Linked DNA regions of Hordeum vulgare: region 1 is linked to region 2. A link is a contact called in public Hi-C data. All regions are on one chromosome and are shown on one strand. The core of a region is the stretch at or near the end of the contact, and the rest is flanking DNA. Distances in the headings are between cores, read along the strand shown. Region 1 holds the start of LOC123402127 (UDP-glucuronate 4-epimerase 1). Region 2 has its middle 12 kb from the start of LOC123402833.

Region 1 (6,345 bases), core at 555-3,054, 380 kb before region 2:
TGACGATGATCCATCCATCCATGGGACTAAAAATGTTTGATCCGGGAGTGGTCGGAAATAAAGAATCAGCAGGGGTTGGGTGAGGAGGGGAAGAATAGGGGGGGCGGCGCGGCGCGGCGCGGCGGTCACAAGTTCTTGGATCCCCGGGTGTAGCCGTAGTAGGAGAGGTACCACTTGACGAACTTCTTGAGGCCGGCGTCGAGGTTGGTGGTCGGCTTGTACCCGAGCTGCTGCCGGGCGAGCGAGATGTTGGCGTGGGTGAAGGGCACGTCGCCGTTGCCGGGCATCTCCACCACGTGCTTCTTCGCCTTCACCCGGAGGTGCTTCTCCAGGATGGACACCAGCGTGGGCACCGTCACAGGGGAGGTGTTGCCGAGGTTGAAGATCCTGTAGGGCGCCGGCCCGCGCTTCTTGCCGCCGGTGCCCGTGCTCCTGCCGGCCGTGTCCAGCGACCCCAGGCAGCCCTTGACGATGTCGTCGATGTAGGTGAAGTCGCGGGCGAGGTCCACGTGATTCTTGCCCCGGTAGACGGTGATGGGCTTCCCCTGCAGGATGTTGCGGGTGAAGGAGAAGTAGGCCATGTCCGGCCGCCCCCACGGCCCGTACACCGTGAAGAAGCGCAGGCCGGTGATGGACAGCCCGTAGATGTGGTTGTACGAGTGGGTGATCTCCTCGCCGGCCTTCTTCGTGGCCGCGTAGAGCGACGCCGGCTGGTCCGTGCGGTGCGACTCGGAGAAGGGCACCTTGTCGTTGAGGCCGTAGACGGAGGAGGATGACGCCCAGACGATGGCCGGCTGCGGGTCGGCGTTCTTGCAGGCCTCCAGGAGGGTGACGAGCCCCGCAACATTGGAGTGTACGTACGAGGCCGGGTTCTCCATGGCGTAGCGCACGCCGGCCTGCGCGGCCAGGTGGAGCACGTGGGTGAAGGGGACGACGTCGAAGAGCTTGGCCAGGAGCCGGCCGTCGTTGATGTCGCCCTCGACGACGAACACGCCGTGGGAGGACAGCAGCGCCTTGCGTGCCTTCTTGAGCGAGGGGTCGTAGTAGGCGTTGAAGTTGTCGATGCCGACGACGCCGTCCCCACGCTTGCGCAGCGCGAGGGAGCAGTGCGCGCCGACGAACCCGGAGGCGCCCGTGACGAGCACCGACATCCCCGCCCCGGCGGCCGACCCCGGCGGCCTGCGCGGCGCGGCGGAGGCGCGGATCTGGCGCTCCCAGTGCAGGCCGCCCCAGGAGGCGGCGAAGTACTTGGAGGAGGTGTCGACGAAGGACTGGAAGCTGAGGTAGGAGGCGGTCATGGCGACGAGGAAGAGCGCCCAGAGGAACATGGTGCTGGTGGACGCGAAGCAACGGTGCAGCTGGCGGTTCATGGCGCCGCCGGCCCGCTCGATCTTCACCTTGCCAGGGGTGGACGGGAACAGGTCGTCCTCCAGCGCCCGCATCTTCTTGCTGAAACCTCCCGCCGTCGTCGTGCTGCCCGCCCGCGGCGGCAAGCCAACCAATCAACGAAGAAACCAAGAAGCCCTCACACTCCTTGCTCCTCCTTCTCCTTCTCCCGGACGACGACGCAACCACGGACGGACGGATGGATGGAGGATCGATCAAGCAAGCAAGCAAGCAAACAGGCAGGCGCAAATCGGCGCGGTGCCTTCCGTCCGATGGGTGCACTCCTAGCGCGTACGTATCCCGGCGGGAAATCCGGGACGGACGGAAGGGATTTTTATTGTATCGGAGGGGGGAAAAGAGAGGGGAAGGGGGGAGCGGGCAGGGGCAGGGGCTGGGTGTGCGCCTGCCTAGGGAGGAAGGGCGGGGAGGGGCGGGTATAAATAGGGGAAAGCGACGGGGGGCGGGGGCGGAGGGCGGAGGAGTTGCCGGCGGCGGTGCGGGTGGGGAGGATTGCGCGGCTATTTTTGGGCTCGGCCGGGGAGGATGTTGGGGGGATTTCGATTCTTTCACGGCGGGGGAACGGAACGGAACGGAACAGCCGTCGGTGGTTTCCTGGCGGTATTTATGCTGGCGCGGTGACGCGGGTTTCCTGATTATTACTGCCTGCGCGGTCACGGGCCGGGTTTGCGCGTGCCCTGCCAGGGTTGTTTGTTTTCACGCGTCGGGGTGTGATGTGAATGCGATGCCACTCTGTCCGTCGCATTCATTGGTGGGGGAACGGAGGGATTTCCTGCCGCGTGACGACGCCATGCCGATGTAGAGTTTCACGCCTGCTGACTGACTGATCTTCCGGCTGGAATCCGGATTGGTGCGTGGTGCCGGCGTTTCTTCAGCCCCCCAGCATGCTACCACGTGGAATTTAGGGCATGTTTGGTTTTAATAAGTCAGGTGATTTATAAGTCAGGTGACTTATAAGTCAGTGATTTATAAGTCAGGTGACTTATAAGTCAAGTGACTTAAAACCAGTGACTTATAAGTCAAGCCTGTTTGATTGTCATATGACTTATAAGTCAAGCCTGTTTGATTGTCATATGACTTATAAGTCACCTGATCACACATTTTCATGCAAAAGTAGGTGACTTATAAGTTTTAGGCCCTGTCTGATTTCAATAAATCAGGTGACTTATAAGTCACGCCTGTTTGGTCGTCATTTGACTTATAAGTCACATTTTCATGCAAAAGTGGGTGACTTATAAGTTTTAAGTTGGGGTGGAGCAACTTATGACTTATAAGTTGGGGTGACTTATAAGTTGGATCTGTTTGACAAAATAAGTCACCTTTTGCACTTTTCAACTTATAAGTTGGTGACTTATTTGGAACCAAACAATGCCTTACCATGAGTAGGAGTAGTAGTAGTACTACAACAATGTGTTGTGCTCAAATTCATTATCTGCCACCTGATTATGGATTAGGGCGTAGACAGTGGGTTCAAGTACTTTACTTAGTCTTAAGCTAATGTAAATCTATAAGGGAGAGGAAGAACAGGTGAAGGTAGAAACGGAGCTCGATGGAGCTGCCAATTTGTTGCGAGTTCCTGTAAGGATCAATGTGAACGAACCCATGAAAAAAGGATGTTACTATCACGAGGGAAGAGGAGCGACATTTCTTCAAGGTTGCTTATGAGATAATTCCTCGTTTTTGTGTGCATTGTTGTCTGCTCGGGCACTTACATCTTTAAAACGGAACACGGGGATATCAGAAAAAGAGTTAAGTTTGGCCTCTTGGTTGAAGGCCGACATGGACTTGACATGGTACATCCTTATTTGAAAGGTCTCGTGGTGGGGATATATTGAAGGAAGATTGGATGCAAACTCAACATCATCGACTGGTCGTGGACATGGGAATTTTGCTGACTAGCATAATCACCTGAAAAGGGTGACAAGAATGCTACACACTCGTTGGTTTGGGTAAAACGAATTCAAACCACGCTGACACGACTACTAATCCGCTCAAATTAAGTACCTAAGTGGCCATGCAAGATGCTGATAACAAAATAAGGCACATGCTTAACTTGGAGTGTACCGAAGAGATCACTCGATAGAAGGTCTATGCAACCTTTGTTCCTTTGATTAACGAGGGTACAAATGTACATAGTGGAAAGACAATGCTCCTAGGAGATCATCTTGCTCCAAAGGCATGAAAGGAAGGAACGAAGACGCGCATATGAGAGAGCGGGAATTTTCAGTAACATCAAACCCGGATCGACAGGCTCCGGGGAGGGGCATTGTCGGGAGCAATGAATCAATTGGTGATGAACTTTCGCAGTTGTGGACGATCCAAGACATATCAATAAAACCTACACTCTAGTTAGACTGTACCATCCCTCTTCGGCTATTCTCTCAAGAACCAAACTACCAGACAAGACAACTCAAGAGTTAAGACACATATTAGGGTTCTGTAGTGCGTATGGGGTTATAGCTGGAGGATTGAATGGAGGTTTGGTTTTATTTTCGTTTGGTGGTATCACTGAATTTTTTTAGAAGATCTCATATTGATGTATTTGTAAAGAATGATAATATTGGAGATAGGGAGTGGAGATTTACAGGATTCTATGGAGAACCGACAATGGCAAGAAGGAAAAGGAGTTAGGAATTACTTCAAGATATGAGAACAGAATTTGACAATCCTTGGCTATCACACATGATTTTAGTGAGGCGCTACATGCCTCAGAATAGTAAGGGGTGAGTGAGAGGAATGGAAAATGGAAGGGCGCATGGAAACATTTGAATTTTGCAATTTTTCGGACCTAGGATATGCGGGACTATAATCCACATGGCATAAGAGACAACAAGGGATGAGTAATATTAAAGTCAGATTAAATTGGGGATTAGCTGATGAGAAGTTTATGCAGGTTTTTGATAACCATTTAGCTAAACATATACCAAGAACTAGATCTAACCATTGTGCCTTGATTTTACGAGCTAGACACTTAGACTGGTTCTACGAAGGAGGGGCACAAAAACAGTTTCGTTTTGAGAGTATATGGTTGAGACATGAAAGGTATTATTAGGTGGTGGATCAAAGCTAAAAACCAGGGCATGTGGTCTTGCAACAATGCAAGAGTATTTGGGAGAAGCTCGTGAAAATATGAAACAAGGAAGACGATCTGAGTTTGGACAGGTTAATTAATAACTCAAGGTCATGCGTGCAAGATGAGAGAAGTTACAAGTGTCCACATTATACATGGGACCATCAACTGAGGAAAGAAACCTCGTGCGAAGGATCTCTAGATTACTAGCGCTAGAGGAAGATATCACTCGCCAAGAGTATTTGGTTTTATGGCTCGAGGAGGGAGATCGAAATAGTGGGTTTTCCCATGCTAGGGCGTGCAAAGAAGAAACAATAACAAAATCAGAAATATGGTCAGAGAGGATGGCTCGATCGCTACCCAGCAGGAAGAGTTAGAACAATTTACTACATTTTAACAAGATAGACCTAAATGATTGCATCTTCCCAATTGCACTAGGTATGGTTGAGGTGGGGTCCACTATTACTTTGGAGTGTTCATCACTAGACTTAAGAATAATTTGAACATTATTAACAGACCACCATTCACCAACATGAGTGATAGGAAAACAGGTTTAATCAATGTTGTCACACAGGTCTTTCCTTATGCACAACACATATTTTGTGTTAGACAATTTTACCAGAACTACTACCAATTGTTCAAAGGTGAAACAATTACGAATAATCTTTGGACCCTTCCGAGGTCCACCAATGTGGGCAAACGAACTTGAACTGAGACAAGCTCATGGAGGATAACCTAGCGGCTTACAATTGGTTGGATGGAAATCCCCAAACCAGCGAGTGAAAGCTTTTTTTTATCATATTTCCTATAGCACGAGATACTTTTGAACAACACATCAGAAGTATCACTAGTAGAAAACGGGCCTTTGGCCGGGACCCTTTAGTCCCGGCCTGCCTCTGGGCCTGGACTAAAGGCCCGGCCACGTCGCCCCAATTCTCAATGCCTCCCTCGAGGCTATAGTCCCGGAACGTAAGGAACCTTTAGTCCCGGTTCGTGTCCCAAACCGGGACTAAAGGGCTACGCGGTGGGCAGCCCGCATGTGCGCCACCTTTAGTCCCGGTTTGTGTCTCAAATCGGGACTAAAGTCCTCTGCCTATATATAGCACAGCCCCCCTCTCCCCACTTCGTTGCATTTTTCTTGGATGGAGGATTGTGGGTGGGTGCTTGCTCTCCACTTTTTTCTATGCACTAGAGGTGTTTGTCGAAATGTGTGTTAGAGCGATGCCGCTTCAGTTCACCGAACACAACTACGATATGAGATGCCCGAGCCACGCTTAAACCTCTTCCTCTTTATTTCTACTTATTCTAAAAGGTTAGCAACTATATTTCCTCGTTTAGACCGTGCGGTACTAATTTTTAGGATCGTGATTGTATTTGATATACTGTCGTATAACGCAGAGATGAGCCATCCATGGATGTACGGTGATCGACGCACAACCGCTTACAGAGAAGGTGTGCATTCTTTTCGAGATGCAGCCGATGCGAACAAGCATGGTGGTGGCTATATGTTTTGTCCATGTGTTGAATCTCGGAATGAGAAGGATTACACTTCCTCAAGAGTCATTCAGAGCCACCTGCTTCGGTCCGGTTTTATGTCGGGCTATAATGTTTGGACCAAGCACGGAGAAAGAGGGGTTATGATGGAAGACGATGATGAAGAAGAAGAGAACGATGATGACAACTACCGATCTATGTTCCCTTAGTATGCTGATACCGCAATGGAAGACAATGAAGAAGAAGATCAGGATGAAGAACGGGAACCAGATGAGCCCGCTGATGATCTTGGCCGGGTCATTTCTGATGCACGGCGAGGTTGCGACACGGAAAAGGAGAGGTTGCAGTTCGAGCAGATGTTACAGGACCACAACAAA
Region 2 (6,495 bases), core at 916-3,415:
GAGTTCCCCGTAACAGAACCCCCGGTTTCCCGAAACATTTTGATCGCACCACGACCCAAAATCAATGACTAATAGTATAGAAAACTGGCCACAATAGGCCAAAACTCCGAGTTTTGACGAGTTCCCGTAACCGGACCCTCGGTTTCCTGAAACGTTGAGATCGGATCAGGACCCGAAATCAGTGAGTAATAGCATACAAAACTAGGCGGAATAGGCCAAAACTGCGAGTTTTGACGAGTTCACGGAACGGGACCCCAGGGTTCCCGAAACGTTCGTATCACAGCAGGACCCAAAATAAGTGAGTAATAGAATACAAAACTGGCCGGAACAGACCAAAACTGCGGGTTTTGACAAGTTCCCCGTAACCAGACCCCGGGGTTCCCGAAACGTTCGGATCACAGAAGGACCCAAAATCAGTGAGTAATAGCATACAAAACTGGCCGGAATAGGCCAATATTGCGAGCTTGACGTGGTCCTCGTAAGCGAACCCCGGGGTTCCCGAAATGTTCGGATCCCAGCGGACCCAAAATAGGTGACTAATATCATACAAAACTGGCCGGAATAGGCAAAAATTGCGAGTTTTGACGAGTTCCCCGTAACCGGACCCAGGGGTTCTCGAAACGTTCGTATCACAGCGGGACCCAAAATGAGTGAGTAATAGCATGCAAAATTGGCCGGAATAGGCTAAAAATGCGAGTTTTTATAAGGTCCTCGTAAGCGGACCCCGGGGTTCCCGAAATGTTCGGATCCAAGTGGACCCAAAATTTGTGACTAATAGCATACAAAACTGGGCGGAATAGGCCAAAACTGCGAGTTATAAGGAGTTCCCCGTAAGCGGACCCCGGAGTTCCCAAATTGTTCAGATCGCAGCACAACCCAAAATCAGTGACGAATAGCATACAAAATTGGCCACAATCGGCCAAAACTGCGATTCTTGACGAGTTCCGCGTAACATGACCCCGGGTTTGCCAAAACGTTTGGATCGCACGAGGACCCAAAATCAGTGACTAATAGTGTAGAAAACTGGCCACAATAGGCCGAAACTCCGAGTTTTTACGAGTTCCCGTAACCGGACCCCGGGATTCCCGAAACGTTCACATCGCAGCAGGACCAAAAATCACTGAGTTACAAAACTAGGCAGAATAGGCCAAAACTGTGAATTTTGCCGAGTTCCCCATAACCGAACCCCGGGTTTCCCTAAATCAGTGACTAATAGCATACAAAACTGACCGAAAGAGGGCAAAACTGTGAGTTTTGATGAGCTCCCCGTAAGCGGACCCCGGCGTTCCAAATTGCTTGAATCGCAGGAGGACCCAAAATCAGTGACTAATAGCATAGCCGCTCCCCGTGCCGCCACACCGCTCCTGGTCTCACACCAGACCGCTCAGCGACCGCGTGAGGCCGCTCCGCGCTTGGCAGCGCCTGGCCTCGCCGCGTCTGGACGCGACTGCGCCATGCCACGACTCGCTCGTGCCTCCCCCGCCGTGGGGTTTGAGCTCCCCTGCAACGCTTGCCCGTCAACCTCCGCGCATGCTGTGAGCGTGCTATGTGTTTGAGGAAATGTGAGAGTGGACATGTCAAAAATGGATCTGTTACCGTTGGGCGCACTCACAAACTCAAATGAAAAAGCGGACAAAAAGCGAATAAAATTGAGTCGGCCCGTTGGAGTTGCTGTTTTAGATGACAGTGTTTCTGTAGCTGAAGCGCAAATGAAAACTCTTGAGGTTGGTGTGTTCAGTTTTAATGATGCGAAGAGGTTCAAGGTCTGGCCTCACGCTGCTACCTTCGCTTTACGGTACAGTCTAAAACACCCATGCCGTCCCATCAACCAACCATCTCAACTGTCCAGCAAATTCGCCCACCACGCCGTGTCGCGCCGGGCCTCTACAGCTAGAAGCATGCAAAACCCAAGCCACGGCGGGTCTCACTGTTCGCAACCGACGCGGCCGGCCCGTGCCATCAGAACCCATCACCAGCTAGTGGAACGAGTGACCCACCGCAGCGTCAGTTCAAGTCGCCATGGCTGGCGCCTATGTATGCTTTGCCAAACAATCATCGGATCCGAGGAGACGGATCGCTTTCATGTGCCCACTTTACGCACCCATCGTCGTCGCCTCGACCCTCGACGGGACCGTGGCATGCAGCACGCGTTGCCGTTGGTTCGCTGCATTTGCCCGGCGCTGCGCTGCACTACCCTACCCATGTGCGGCAGTGGCCAGTGCTGCTACCCCCGGCCCATGTGCTGATGTGCCAAAGTTAGTGCCGCCGACGAGATGAGCCGATCTGGTCACACGCCGTCGAGCGTGATGGTGAATAAAAACGCGGGACACGGGCTTCCTTCCCGATTTGGGACGGGCCAAGATCTCTCCTAGATACGTGCTGCTGTCAGACCAGCTTGATGACATCTGTAGAATTTCACGTCTATACTAGATCTGGTTGGTCCTGCAGACCGGACGACCTGTCGCCAATCCGCCGCAGCGAGCTGGGAAAGTTGTACGTCAGCCGTGCGACGAAAGCGAAGACCGATCGGCCCCAGGACTAGCGACTAGGCTCCAATTAGCCACGCACCAACAAGAGTCAAGAGCTACGAATATATACGATCATGCTGCAGATATATCGGTGATCTTCATGGTACCTCCACAGTTAGAGCATCATCTTTCCACTCCTCCCTACCCGGCTACCCGTAGGCCGTAGCATGATCAATTTCAGATCCGGCTTTCACCAGTAAATAAATAAAGACAAAAGGTGAAAAGTCCGGGACTATGGCCTGGCTACGGCACCAACGCTTGCACGCGCCCAAATCTTTGTCCCGGCACGCCGCGCCGTATCGCGCGCGGTCACAAGAATGCTCCAACGACAGCGAAAGGTGACAATGTCGACCACGGAAAGTTGTACCACGATCTCCACCTTTGATCCTCGATCGATCTTCACTGTCGCTGCTTGTGTGTTCCCTCTGCCTTCTTCCGGAACCTCTCGTGTCCGCAGCTTCACGCGCAAGCAAGCATGTACCAGGCCCGGCTGACAGCGAGCGACCAATGCGACGCAACGGTATGCAGCATCTTACGTGCGCCCAACGGTTGCAGCGGTCGATTCTGCTACTCGGATCGATCGGTCGATTCGATGAGGTCGGCCGTACAACCCACCTGCATGCACTCGCAACCGCCGAGTGGTCGAGCCGTGGAAGGGCCGCTTTCCTTCTCGAGCGGGGCACTGGCAGAAACGTCCACGGCGACGGTCAAGGGCCGAGCGGCAACCAATGTCGACCACCGGCCGTTGCCGATACATTGCGCGGCACGTAGCGGTTGCTGTTGCGGTCGCGCGTGTCCAGTCGCGGCCGACCGACCGGTGGGTGAAAGGCAAGGGGACGAAGACTTGACCATGCGTGCGTGTGGAGGAGGTTTAAGGAAGAAATATCGTACTCCTTCCGTTTTGATGTATAAGTCATTTTAGATTATGTATCACGATCAAGATGAAGAAGAAAACAATAGAAATTAACGTTAATTTATTAATTAATGTCATTGCATGCAATGAATAAATCACCGCATGTCTTGTTAGTTAGTCTCGAGTCATCAAAACACACACATCCCACGTTTTCTATTGATTGATTCCTTTATTCATATCAAAAAACAGAAAGACAATGTGAAAATTAATGCATCGCATCTATGTGTATTGGGATCATTTGGTTTTTGTAAGACAATTTATACACGGAGACAGAGGAAGTATGTATGGTCGCAATCGTGGGGATAAGAGCACCTCTAATCAATCTCCTATCATGTTATTGGAGGAAAATATATCTTCCTCGGCCACCCCAACTCCTAAATATATCCGTCTGCCGACCAACGCAGTGATGTTTTGCCCCCTATCCTACGCACATCCGCGTCGTCGTTGGCGTTGCTTCAAAGGACTACCTGATGCCTTCGCTGACACTTCCCTGTTCCGCTCTTGCCCCACTCCGAGCCAGCACTGGTCGTTGCCATCGTGGGAATTGAGCTCCATCATCGTTGCCGCCAGCATCGATCTCGTCGCTGGAAAGATGAACCACATCTTCTTCCTCCGAGTGTCTCCGACGACTACCAACCATCTTGACACCCCGACGACCACTAACAACTGTTCAATGTCGCCCACCGGCCGCAACTCACCCTTCAAGTATTCAAAATTTGCCTAGGTGCGTATTTTTTATGCTTTTTTCATCTCATATTTTCTTTTGCCAATTGAATTGAACCGAGTCGTTTGTAGTCAATATGAGGAGGTTAAGAGAGAGGAATTTCAAGGACACTCATTCGGAGGAGGAGGAAGAAGACGATAATGACTTTGAAATGGCCATTGGCATAATTTTCAATGAAGATTTTCGACGGACGAGTAGAGGGTCACAATTCGGTCGTATACGCCTCAAGCGAGATAGAATGGGGGCCATGTTGAGATTTTAAGAGATTATTTCGACCTCGGTTCGGCTTGACTTTTTGTAGTTCGGTTTTCAAATTTGAATTTGTTATATCATGAACTGTGTGAACATTAATTTTTATTTGGATTTAATATGTGTGGAAATATGCAACTGAAATGTAGTTTGTACATACAAACTAGAACAAATTGACAATTTTTTGGGGAGCCAAGTATTGGGAATCGGTTAAAATGACACTTTTTTACATCAGCAAATATGCTACTCTGAAGGATATGCGGTCTTATCTTCCTCCAAATTATGAAAGATCTGTTAAAAGATCTCTAAGATTTATTAGAAAAAACTATGACCCTAATAAATGTCATACGTATGGCACGAAGCAAATTCTGTTCTAGCCTTTTTTGATGACAAATTTAGTTATCCGAAAACGACAACTTTAATTGTGAAACATGACAATTTTTTGTTTGGATGAAAAGTTTCAGGTTTTTTCATTTATTTATGGCAATTTTAGTTATAAGAAACGACCGGGCAGTATTACTTGATGTCACACATGTGGCATTTATTATTTGGAAAAAAACTATAAGGACGATGAACTTACAGTCACAAGCGCTCATCTAAACGTACATCCATCCATTTTTATAAATGCACACACGCACATCCTATCCAGCAACTTCGAGAGATTGAACCGACATATCACCTTGAGATTTACGAAGCAACGGTAGGCGCCTCATCATCGACGGAAACGGCTACTTCTACTGAATATGCATGGTTGAAAATCCTAAAATAAATTCAGAAATAAATTAAGCACATGTCGCAATGGATGTTTAATGATGATAATTTAATGACAAATCTACGAATAGTAGTTTTTCAATGACCATAACTTCTTGTACAAAAAATAGAGGTACAATGCTTGGGATCATAGATCCAAAAAATTACGACCGGCTTAACCAGCGAATTTTCGACGGAGAGTACGGTAAATGTGGACCGATTGCATTGGCACCCAACGATTGTTTCTGATCCGCACCCAACGGTTGTTCTTCTGCAAGCAGCCGCGAGTTCATCTTTCGCCCAGCAAAGAAGCAAATAATTTGGTGCGACTCTAGAAACTTAAACATTTTTTTCCCTCGTCGAGTGTCGTCCTCGATCATCCAGCCAGCCCCTCCATACGGTCACCAGTTCTCCATGGCTAGCTGGAAAGCAAGTAGTACGCCAGCCGTACGACGAAAGCCACGGCGCTGATCACACAATTAACAAGAGCTAGCTCGGCGCTGATCTAATTAGTACGTGATCTTCATCGTACTCCACCTCATTTGTTGGACTCCCATCCTTATCCGACGTCGGCATCACGGTAGACGGTACGTACACGAGGAACGACTACGGCATATACTGTTAGATTGATCTCTCATCGCATGGACCCAACGGCCCACCGGGTCTTAATCTATGCGTCTTGATCGGGACGTCCAATTCATTATGATTGATGGGCCTCTGTGACCCACGCTATATAAAGAACGGTGGGGTGTCGGGACACGAACTACGAGATTCGTCACCGTCACACCCCTACTATCCGATCTAGGTTAAGCGCGGTGCTCACGTAAAGCTCCACCCACGCCTAATCCTTTTTCTCCATCACCGCTGTCGCTACCACACCGATGGAGAACGATGCGAGCTCATCTGACTCAGAACAAGGTAAATACACGGGTTTGTACGGATCTATCTGTGCCTAGTAAATTCACGTTCTATCATATACTACTGCGAGACGAATCAACTTTCCACGCGCCAAGAACTTTGTCCTGGCAAGTTAAGAGAATAAGAATTTTACTGGTCGATCGTGACACATTTGAGTTGCAGCCCCTCGATCTCGCTACTTCTTGTGTGTTTCCTCTGCCTTGCTTGCTTCTGGAACCTCTCTCGATCGTGTCCACAGCTTCACGCGCAAGCTTGCTCTCACTTGCAGTCCTGCATGCAGATGCATCCATACGATCCAGCCGGCCGATGGCGAGTGTCCGATGCGACGCAAGTGGCAGCATGCACGTTACGTGCGTCGAACGGCTGCTGCAGTGACGATCCAGCTACGTAGTTCGGTCGATGAGGTCAGGTCG

What was found. Hi-C and Micro-C count contacts between places; a contact is called where the count stands out from the background.
Region 1: a contact with region 2 is called in a Hi-C map of leaf, with 3 times the contacts expected there. The contact joins the promoter of LOC123402127 here to the enhancer-like site in region 2. A contact is called at or near these places in 2 of 6 Hi-C or Micro-C datasets (leaf and seedling) and 1 of 1 datasets of contacts at active chromatin or transcription factors (embryo).

The regions. Positions count from the first base shown.
Region 1 is chr6H:535,623,569-535,629,913 of MorexV3_pseudomolecules_assembly, reverse strand. It overlaps LOC123402127 (UDP-glucuronate 4-epimerase 1), which reads right to left and starts at 1,804. Exons shown (of 1, transcript XM_045096008.1): 1 at 1-1,804. The coding sequence starts at 1,442. The coding sequence ends at 126.
Region 2 is chr6H:535,239,816-535,246,310 of MorexV3_pseudomolecules_assembly, reverse strand. No RefSeq gene overlaps it. Among protein-coding and RNA genes, the nearest start is that of LOC123402833, 12 kb to the right of the region's middle. Within about 2 kb of position 2,165, at least 3 of the 3 cell types and tissues checked have open chromatin away from gene starts, as enhancers often do. A contact at or near this core is called in leaf and seedling, where this site is marked.